2 separate regions of the Rattus norvegicus genome follow, and region 1 is linked to region 2. The links are chromatin contacts, called in public Hi-C maps. All regions are on one chromosome and are shown on one strand. Each heading gives the region's core, a stretch centred on a gene start, on an enhancer-like site or on the middle of the called end of the contact. The rest is flanking DNA. Distances are from core to core; before and after follow the strand shown. Region 1 holds the start of Gfod1 (Gfo/Idh/MocA-like oxidoreductase domain containing 1). Region 2 holds the start of Ranbp9 (RAN binding protein 9).

The links. Hi-C and Micro-C count contacts between places; a contact is called where the count stands out from the background.
Region 1: a contact with region 2 is called in a Hi-C map of frontal cortex, with 1.9 times the contacts expected there. The contact joins the promoter of Gfod1 here to the promoter of Ranbp9 in region 2. A contact is called at or near these places in 1 of 12 Hi-C or Micro-C datasets (frontal cortex) and 1 of 1 datasets of contacts at active chromatin or transcription factors (oligodendrocytes).

The regions. Positions count from the first base shown.
Region 1 is chr17:21,602,197-21,607,877 of GRCr8, forward strand. It overlaps Gfod1 (Gfo/Idh/MocA-like oxidoreductase domain containing 1), which reads left to right and starts at 3,894. Exons shown (of 2, transcript NM_001170334.1): 1 at 3,894-4,146. The coding sequence starts at 3,894.
Region 2 is chr17:21,423,738-21,429,121 of GRCr8, forward strand. It overlaps Ranbp9 (RAN binding protein 9), which reads left to right and starts at 3,040. Exons shown (of 14, transcript NM_001427414.1): 1 at 3,040-3,932. The coding sequence starts at 3,419.

The DNA of each region.
Region 1 (5,681 bases), core at 2,644-5,143, 180 kb after region 2:
TGGTCCAAGGATGAGGGCCAGATCTGGGGATGCCGGCTTGCTCACGATGTCCTCGAGTGGTAGGTACAAGGCATCATTGGAAAGACAGACAACATGCATTTCTGCCTCTTCCGGCCTCTCTCCTTCTGTGAAGCCTGTAGAATTCAGTCACGGTGCTCCATTTCTGATGACCTTAGCAAACCCTAGTCAGCTCCCAAAGGCCACACTTTATGTCGTGTCTACAGGAACTGGACATTCAGAAGTGAAGGAGACAGGCGTACTTCCCATCTCAGGGAGTCAGCAGTCAGTTAGGCAAGTGGATGGTAAGCAGGCCACACAGAGGGAAATGGTGACAAAGGAAGATGCTTGTGATGAGGAAGTCAGTTTAGATGAGGTGGCCTGATCTAAGGAGAGGGGGACGTCTGAGCACAAGCTGGAGTAAAGTGAGCAGTAGGCCTCTGTCTGTCCGTCTGTGTGCATGTGTGTGTAGGAGCAGGTAATATAAAGGCCTTGAGACAAGAGCAAGCTCAGCTTGGACAGTGCGTAGCTCGGAGGCCACCGTGCTGGAATACAGACAGTCTGTAGCCGGAAGAGGTTGGTGAGGTCAGGTTAGGTAGGGGTGTTCAAGTTCCCTAAGGACTTTAGAATATAGAGTGACTCAAATTCATTGTCGTTGTGGGACATGAGATGACTCACCTTTGAAGAGATCACTTAGCTCACTCTGGCTGCTGCCTCCGGAGAAAATGGAGTGACATCAGGCAGAGCAGCAAGGACAGTGTCCAGCTCCTGATAACCCTGACTTGATCACCAGCAGGGCGTTCAAAGAGCAGCAGACGTAGGTAAAAGTCTTCTTTGTGGATAACAGGGAATGGTAGTGTTACAGAGGACCGAGAAGGTGTATATATATATATATATATATATATATATATATATATATATATATATATACACACACACACACACACACATACACACACACACACACACACACACACACACACACACACCTGTGGTATAGGCTAGGGAGGTGGAGACAGGAGGATCAGAGTTCAATCAAGGACATCCTCCCCTAGATAGTGTGTTGGATTCCAGCTTGGGCCACACGAGACCCTATCTCAAAACAATAAGCAATAAACAAAAACCCAAATAAACCAAATCCAGACAAACAACAGAAACAAACAGTGACTGGAAAGATGGCTCAGCGGGTAAAAGTGCTCACCGTCCTTTCAGAGACCTTGAGCTCTGTTTCTGACACTCACGTAGAATGGTTCACAACCACCTGTAGCTCTCAACCTGATCTGATCCGATCGATGTCCTCCTCTGACCTCCAAGGGCATATGCACCCGTGTGGTATGTACCCACACACGTACATATAAACAACATTAAAGAGAAACAGCCGACAAACAAACCCAAACAACAGAAAGATTACAACAGAATTCATTCAACTTATATACACAAGCTAACATTTACTTTGAAATAGAATGTATGCAATAAAAATATCAAAATAGAGGGCATAATATATCACATTGAACATTCTAGGGAGTATCCTCAGGATATCAGAACAGTCAAATCACAACATCTTCTCTAGTGGTAGATGCTGTTCCCCTTTACAAACAGAGAGGAAATGTTTGTCCCGGGTCTCACAGGGAGTAAATGGCAGAGCCAAGAGTCAGCTCCGGCTTCTGGCTCTGCAAGCCAAGAGGCATACACCACACACCTGTCCAGGGGCAACAAACCATGGTTCTTGCTCTGCCCGGAAGCATCTGCCCTGGCAGCGATGGCGGCAAACCCACTTTTTCTTTAGCACTTCTCAGCTAACCATAGCAGGCATATCTTGTCTGTTCTTTGTCTGACCCTGTTCAGGCTGTTGCTAGTCCCGGAGCACTTTGTCCTTTTGACTAATGTCGTCCTGAGGTCAACTTTGCCTCTTCTCATTGCCACAAGAGCCGTTTTTGGTGTACAGCTCTCTCCATGAGCCCCGCCTCACCACCAGTTGTTACAAGTTGCTTTAAATGCTCCAGTGTATCATGTTTTCCAGCTTCTCTCGAAGCAGGACGCGTGCCTCTTCCGCTGAGTGCTAAAGGTCAGGGGTGACCATGACAGACAGTAGACCTGACTTTTCCAGAACACTGAACTAGAGAGGGCAGGTCCCCTTGCCCTTTGGCATTGACTTCTTCCTCTCAGCACTAAGTGGGCACAACGTGACAGGTGGTGAATATCCATCATTTGCATATTTAGTTGAGTGCCTACTATGTCATTAGGCCGTGTGATAAGTGCCGAGCATATGTTGAGAAATCAGAGGCTCCCTTGGTCACCACTACAGTAAGAGCTTTCCCTGTATTTTGGTCTGAGGGTCTCCAACATCCTCCTGACTGCAGATGCAGGAAAGGCTGTACCTAGGAACTGAAGCTGACAGAGGGCAGCGGCCAGGAGTGGCAGGCAGCCAGAAGTAAACAAGTGTTTGGAAGACCAGACTCCAGACACACGTGTCACAGACACGGCGGAGCCCCGGGTCTGGGTGAGCAATGGGGAACAAGCATGGAGTAGGTGAACAGTGATTAGCGCCTCCTCAGGAGTGGAGTTGGTTTGGGATTGGAGCCGACACACTTGGAAGTCAGAACTCTAGGGGTTCGGCGCTGAGATGCTGGTGTCTGCTTTCCAATCCCGGCACTGAGGTTTATGTGTGTCACCTTGAGCAAGTCCTTTAACCTCTCCCGAGCTCACTTTCTCATCAATGAAACGAGTTTCCAATAAGCTCAGGGTTAAGTGCCTGGAAAGCTTCTCTAGTGCGGTGGCCCGCACAGAAAAATACTCGAGAGAAGAGACTGTGATCCACGCTACTCACACCTCATGGGGTCCTCCTGTCTTCCCGGGGTCCTAGCATCTGCCAATCTTTTCTAAGGGACCCAGTCCTAGCCCATTCAGGGCGCGCCCTGCTTTGATAGATTTATTTGCTTGCTTGGGCGGAGCTTGGAGCACAAGGAGGAGGAGGCGACCGCGGAGGCGGAGAGCGCAGAGAAAGGGAAGCCACCCGGGGGCAGCAGGCGAGCCAGGCGGGGTTGGGGAGGAGTCAAAGCGGGTTCCAGGGGCTGGGCGCTGAGCGCAACGAGAGCCTAGGGCGGCCGAGACAAGGGCGGGGGCGACGCTTGGCGGCCAATGGAGCGCGGCGCTACGGCAAGGGCGGTGCAGGAACCCGGGCCGCTGACAGTCAAAGTCGCCAACTCCGCCCTCGTACCCTCGGGATCCCGGAGCCGGAGCCCGAGCCCTAGCGGGGCCGAGGCCGCCCAAGGCGCGCTGCGAGCAAGCGAATATGGCAGCAGAATGAGAAACCTGGCGCCGGGTGGTGGCCGCCGCTGCGGTGCTGCTGCTCGCGATCGGCGCCTGGTACCCTTCGAGCTTCATCCTTAGCCGGCCTCTGGGTGGCCTCTGGGTTCCATTAGGTACCAAGGACCGGGGGAAAAGGAGATCCGCAGCCCAGAGAGGGTGGTGAAGCCGGAGCGTCACCCGGGAGAGAGATTCTGCGGGGATGAGCAGACCATGGAGCTGCCTCGGCGGGGCGCACAGAGACGGCCGGCGCTGCCGGGGGAGCGCTGCCTGAGCCCGGGCTCCCCGGGGCTTCGGGGCCTCGTGCGTCCAGGCGGAGTCCCTGCCGCTGTCTCCGGAAAGGACACGAGCCCCGAGTGGCGGGCACTGCAGCAGTCACGGCGCTGAGGCTCCCGGAGCCTGCAGGGTCTGTGGTTCTGTGCGCTGTCACGCCGCCGCACGCGGGCGCCTTGCCCGGGGCTCGGCGGCTGGCGCAGCGCAGCGAGGTCGGCTGCAGGAGCCGGAGACTGCGGGACTGGCCGGAGAGGCGTGCGCGCGGGTGTTCGACTGGAGATCCCGGCAGAGGCAGAACCGGGTGGACCTGAGCAGCCATGCTTCCCGGGGTGGGCGTGTTCGGCACCAGCCTCACGGCCCGAGTCATCATCCCGCTGCTGAAAGATGAGGGCTTCGCGGTGAAGGCGCTGTGGGGCCGCACTCAGGAAGAAGCCGAGGAGCTGGCCAAGGAGATGAGCGTTCCTTTCTACACCAGCCGCATCGACGAGGTGTTACTGCACCAGGATGTGGACTTGGTGTGCATCAACCTGCCACCGCCGCTCACCAGGCAGATCGCTGTCAAAACCCTGGGTGAGCGACCCCTCCCCCAGCCCTCTCTTCTTTAGCCCGGGTCTTCGCTTCGCTCCCTCTCCAATTGCAGACACCCCAGGAATCCAAGACCCAAGCCTATTACTCCCAGCTTTCCCATTCCCAGTCGGTGGCTTTCCCCACCTCCACGCTTCGCTCCTGGTACCAGCTGGAAGCGCACTCCCACGTGTGTGGTGGGGAGGCTGGAATAGGCTTAGGTTCTAGGTATAGGAACCAAATGGATCAGAGGCAGAAGACCGGTTGCTGTTCCGGGAGAGAAACTCGGTACCCAGCTGAATGTGTTAGTTAGTGCTCTGGTGTGTTGGTGCGCGTGCGTCTGGGAGAGGAGAGCGCGTGGCCAGGAACCCTTGAATAAAGGGCCGCACACGTGGCAGGGCTTTTCCTGGGTGTACCTGTTGTGAGCAGTTGTGGCACCCCGTTTGGGTCGTTTGTTTCCCTCCACTGTAAGTGAGTTTAGCGTGAGATTAGAGATTTGACAGCTGGCTGGAATTATCTCTTGCTCTGGGAGCAAGCAAGACGGTGGAAGCGAGAGTGGGCGGGTCTATCAGAACACGCTCAGATGTGTCAGAGGTTAGTACAGATTGTAATTTAACCTTTGGGCACAGTCTCCCAGGAGTAGGTTTCTACTCCAGTTGAAAATAACACACCTTGTGTTCTGAGGAGATGGGAATTGTGGTTTCAGAGGCAAGGATGCTTTGTGTGTGGGGGAAAAGGCCAGACGCTGCAGTTTCCTTTGGAAACGTGCGATGGCACCTCCGTATTTTGCCTGAGGAATATTCCCAAGACACATTGTGTTTACAAGCAGACGGGAGGTGGGGTTGGGGGGCTCTTCTGTGCTCAAACGCATGTCCTGAACAAGTCTGTCCATCCGCAGCTCTCTTCCAGACCTAAGACAACCCCACTTGGCTATACTCAGACGTTTCACTACCCATCCTTGGAAATCAGGGTTACAGAGAAGAGGCTCCTGACAAACTAGGCTAGAGAAATTCTAAAGTGGGGGCCTCAGGTCTCTCCTTTACTCATTAATTGTATTAAGCTTCTGGCTTTTGGAGCCTGGTTTCTTTAGCTTTGAACCGAATTCTGTTAACTTTCGGTTAATGTTTCTTTTCCATCTCATGGCTGGTTTATACTGGGTTTATACCGGGTAGATCCCTCCCTTGTTAGTGTTGGATTTGTGTGTCAAGTAGGTGATAAACAAGCTGTCGTCTAAAATGTATTAGGGTAATTTCTATAACGTGTTTGTCTTGAGTCCCATCTATGCTGGAGGCTCAGGTCTGGTCCTATTTAAAAGCTACTTGGAGTTTTCTCTCTCTCCGGAGGCACCTCTGCAGGGCAGACCCACGGAGCAACCCCAGAACAGGGGAGAGTGCCAGTTACAGAACAGGAATGCTCTTGTGTTCTCATGGTCTCTGGTACTTACTATCATTGCTGTTTGAGGTGGGGTCTCCTGTATGCAAGGCTGACCTCCGACTCCCGGTTTAGCTGAAGATGACCTTGAACGTTTGATCCTCCTGACT
Region 2 (5,384 bases), core at 1,790-4,289:
AATCTTGCTTGGTCTCCTTCTTCTCTCGCCCCCCATTTAGGCCCAAGGGTAGTGCCCCTTCGGGACCCTGAATAACTGGGTCCCCTCTGGCGGGGACACCTTCCCACTAGGATATGCTCTTGACTACTCCATGTCAGGCCATAGTCAGAAAAATGAGATTTCAGATACTCAGGGAATATTATTTGGAAGATGAATTCTGAGGACTCTAGGCACTGCAGGGCTATCCTGAGCCGAAAGCACCAATCAGTTGGCCTCTCTGTAGCACTCGGTTTAATCTGTCAGTCTCTGCCTATCGATCGTCACTGGCATAGGCATAGCATGCATGCTTTCCAACTTTGACATATGGATGAGTGGTGTGGAGATCAGAAATCAGAGGACAGAGGGGCTGGCGTAAAGGTGACATTCGGGGGCGACTTCTGTGCCATTCAGGGCCCGGGCCTACGTTTTTAACCTTTGTTTTTCTGGTTGTTCAGATTTCAGTCCATTCTGAGAACCATCCAATAATGTCCATTAGGGTCTCTGTCTGCTGAGGACAGCCAGATTTGGCTCTTACTATTCGTCGCTGAGAAAGTAGATGTGGACGAATAGAAATATTGTAGTAATATGATAAATACGGAAAACTCTAGACCCAGGAGGAGTGAACAAGTCCATGGCTAATGGATTTTTACACATTGTCTATGTACAATTATGATATTTTGTAATAATTTATTTTTAATTATACATTTTAATTGTCTATCATTGAAACATTTTTATGACCTCCTTTCATGTCTTTAGGTAATGATTTGGACAGTGCTATAATTATTGGAGAGCCTCTTTTCATTTAGGACATCATAGTCATTTTTCCGTGTCAGTAAAAACCACATTTTTAAAAGGCCATAAAATCTTTGTTTCAGTTTGTGCCCAGGCCAGCAGCCTCTAGGAAGTGTGTCTGAAACAGGGCCTGAGACCCACTGACTAGCTTGAAAGGGGTGGGGAATGGTGCCTTTATCTAATTGCTTGGCTCTCTTTTGGCAATTCCACTGCCAGAAAGGGAGGCTTTTAGAAAAAAATAAATTGCACATATACGCAGTACGTGCTTCTGTAACCATAGTCCCATTTAAGAAGCACGTGGATAATTTCGTCAACTAGTCTCTTCATGTTGGGCATTTAATTTACTTCCATACGTTCGCTGACCATTAATATTTCCACACTTCCCTTTTGTTGCTTGGCTTTTACTTTTCATCGTCCGCTTATTTAGCAAGGGTGTGTGGGCATCTCTGTGTGTGCTCCCAAATATAGAGAGGCCAGAGTCAGCTTCAGGTGTTTTTCTTCAGAACAGGAAACAGGACCTCTTACTGTCCTGGAATGAACCTGGTAGGCTCAATTTGTTTGTTATCGAGCCCCGGAGACCCTCTTGTCTCTGCCTCTCCACTGGGATTACAAGTATGGGCCAGCCCACTGCCCTTTTTATGTAGGTTTGGGACTTGAACTCAGGTTTTCATGTTGTGCAGCAAACCCTTTACCAACTGAGCCATCTCCCGAATTTGACTTTTAGTTTTTGAATAGAGAAGTCAAAAGGTATGGTTATCTTATCCACCAAAATGATATCCCCAAATGTCCTCTGCCTCCGCTGATGTGGGAAAGTGCCGTTTTAACAATGTCCTCTCACAGTTCATTAATCTTTTGACTCTGACTGGAGGACAACCAGTGTCTCCATGAAAAAGCTTTTGACAAGGATGCAGACGATTCTACTCCCTTAACAATGCCTAGGATATGTAAAAATTTCTAAGTGTCCTGACAGAAAAATAGTATGTTTCATGAATAAAATCTTATTGACTCTGTTAGGGATGTTTGATGAGGCTTGGAGCCCGTGTAGCCCATCTTGCCTACCAACATGTAGAAGAACATGGCTTCCAGGGAACTCCCTTTATTTGACTATAAATGGAAGTTTTAGTGTGTTTTAAATTCAATGGCATCATGTAAACATGCTGTGATTTGTAGAAAAAATTTAGAGCAGAGGTTAAAATTATGGCACCTTTTTATTATTATTAATGAACAAAGGAGTATCTAGTGTGGGTAATTTAAGGTGGAAACTAGGCAGAATGCTACTTCTGGCCAGGTGCTATGTCCATGGGAGTCTTTCATTAAATCACCATTGACCGATTTGCTTCAAAAACAAAGTAACTAGTTCTCTGTTCAACCAACCATTCCATGCTTATATGGTCCAATAATAGCCAGTGTATCACCTCGGAAGCAAACAAGGTGTCAGAACCTGAAGCCTGACTTTCGCCGGGCTAAGGAAAGGGTAAACTAAACAAAGGGAAGTGTCGAAAACAGAATAGTAATGCTATGTGGGGTCAGAGAGCAACACTTGGCAAATTGTGCCACATGAGTTGACCAAGCACTCTACTGAGAATTGCAAAGTAGGAAGTCCCATTTGTTTAAAACTCTGCTGACCTCAGTAAGTACTTCCATGTTTTAAAAAAAAATGGGCATAATTCTCTGCTACCTAACAAAGAGGCCTATGGTGAGAATTAATGAGCTTATAAAATGTTTTGACGTCCCCAGAAGCCCTTCCTAAATGCACACACAGTTCGCGTCCCTGCCCTTTGACGATATGCCAGTCTTGATTGGTATTCCTAACGTGGCTGTTCCCCCGTTAAGTTCACTCGGACTCCTCATAAATTAATTAATTAACGAGAGGGTCACTATTTAAAGCGGGAGACTTCGCCTTCAGAAATGGTTTCCAAGGGCCCTTTATTGACCCGCTAGCGTTAGAGGCGTTAGGAACCCCGGGCTCAGCTCCCGGAGGCGCAGCAGGGCTCGATTGCTCTCGCCTGGGCGCGACGCGGGCTCCCGGCGGCTGAGGGGACGGCGGGACAAGACGCGCCAGGCCGCCGGTCGGCGCAGCTAGGATCCCGCAGCCACCGGAGGCCCGCGCCCGCGCCGTAGAGCCCCAGGCCGCCGACAAGCCCGTCCGCGCGCGCACCCGGCCCGCCCCTCGCGCCGCGGCCCGCCTCCTCGCCTGGCGCCGCCCGCGCGCAGCGTCTCGCGCCGCCCGCTCGCCCGCCGGGAAACAGCCGCGAGAGCAGCGGCCGCCCCGGCCGCTCGCACCCCTTGCAGCCTCTCCGCTTCATCGCGTCGCCTAGGGCCGCGCGCCCTCCCGCCCGCCTGCCCGCGCCCCTCGCCGTCCCACCGCATCGCTCCGGGTCGCGTGCCCGCCAGCGCCTGGCCAACGCTCCCTCGCGCCCTCCCGTCTGCCCGCCCGCGGCCGGTCTCCTCAACCGCCGCGCTCCGCCGGGCCGCGCGGCCCGCCGCCTGCTTCCGGGGCGGGCGGACTCTGGGCGCCTGGTGCCGGCGGCCGCAGCGACAGCGCCCCCGGGAAGCGCAGGAGGAAGCAGGGACGATTGGAGGTGCCGCAGGCTGAGTCGCGGCCGGGATGTCCGGGCAGCCGCCGCCGCCGCCGCCGCAACAGCAGCCGCCGCCGCCGCCCGCCGCCGGGGCCCCGGGCTCCGGAGTCGCCCTGCCCGCGCCCGCGGCCGCTAGCGCCGGTTCCTCCCCGGCCGGCTCGCCTGGTGGAGGCTTGGGGGCCGCAGCGGCCGCCCTGCTGCTCCACCCGCCGCCGCCGCCGCCGCCTCCCCCGGCCACCGCCGCGCCGCCGCCCCCCGCCTCGGCGGCCGCCCCCGCCACCGCGCCTCCCGGCCTGGCCGTGGGCCCGGGCTCGGTCGCAGGCGTCCCGGTCCCGGGCCTGGCGGCGGGCAGCAGCGCCGCTGCCCCTTTCCCGCACGGCGACTCGGCCCTCAACGAGCAAGAGAAGGAGCTGCAGCGGCGGCTAAAGCGCCTCTATCCGGCCGTGGATGAGCAGGAGACGCCGCTGCCCCGGTCCTGGAGCCCGAAGGACAAGTTCAGCTACATCGGCCTCTCGCAGAACAACCTGCGGGTGCACTACAAAGGTACGGGGCGCGGGGTCCCGCGGAGAGATCCGACGGTGCGGGGCGAGGCTCTGGGCGAGGGAACGTGAGAGTGAGGTCCCAGGTGGGAAGGAGCTGGACGCTTTGAGGGAATCCGGGATGACCAGACACATCGCACCTTCTGATTTCCTCGAGATAAATCTATGGGCTGGAGTTGGGTTACATTGTTCTCCAGGTGGAGGGTCAGGCCATCTCCTCTTACGCAGCAGGGGTGAGAGGCACGATTCCGAGGTACAGTTTCTAATTAAGGGAGAGCAGAGATACACAGGAGGGGGAGGGAGGCGTGATCGGTGGAGGATTTGTCCCAAATTAGGCCAGAGATTGTCTAGGGGGACAAAAGGACAAGGGGCCCAAGTTGGCCATCATTGCACCTTACTGAAAGCAACTGGGAGGTTGGGAGGGGAACCTCAGGATTCCGTTTTCTTCGGGGAGCAGAAACCCTCCCCCCCTCCGCATTGGAAATGCCCTGTGTTTCCGGGTTGGTGTTACATGAAGTTTTGTTGAAAACAAGGGTTTTAAAACATACCAATTAGCATTTTGAAGAAAACTAGCTTATATTTTGCACCTGCAGTTAACAAAGTTAACCACCTTAGGCCTCTGCTTTCTCCCATCCCCACTTTTTCCTAGGTTAAAACAAAGCTTTAAGGAAACTGTATAGAAGGTTATAAATGGCAGTAAGGGGGTTTTGAATTGTCGCTCAGATTAATGGCGTGTGTCAAGTTTAGTTGTGTGGAGAGGGTAAAGAAAAATGCAGTGGTATCAGTTTGAACACATTCTGTGTTTTAGGCCCTAAATCTAAAGCAGGCGAGCTTTTACACCTAGCAGGCTCTTTTTGATTGGCTCTAAAGGAAGGGTCTTCGGATCCTAATGACATGTCTGTCGAGGATATAAACAGCCTTGCCGTAAGATTCTGAAAGAATTCAGAACAGGGTTTGCGAAGAATCTTGACAAATCGGCTACTATTTAATTGGAAACGCATATGGCAACAGATATCTGCTGAATGATTTGGCTGAAAAGAATCTACACAAAGATGGGCCTTGTGGAACATTACTTTTTCTTCTTGCCATAGATCCAAAGAAGCACTTACTCTTTTGAACGCTATGTTCCTTGATGTGAGTGGCCGAAAATTTCAAAATACTGATTTTTTTTTTCTTTCAGTTAGGTCATTTTGTTGATTTCATTGTGGATTATTACTTAATTTTGTTTTTAAATTTGTGTGAACAGTGAGTGCTATGTTATGAAGTTTTCTCTTCTGTTTTGGCTGCCAGAATGCTTTTGTTAGATTTGACAAAACTTTATCATTTTAACTTTGTGGTTTATAGTAAATAAAAAGCTTGTAGGACAGAGACTGCTTGTGGGGAGATTAGTGAACAAAGACTCCTAGCTTTCCTGAGTGCTAGCAGTCTCTGGTGATGTTAGGTATGTTACAGGGGA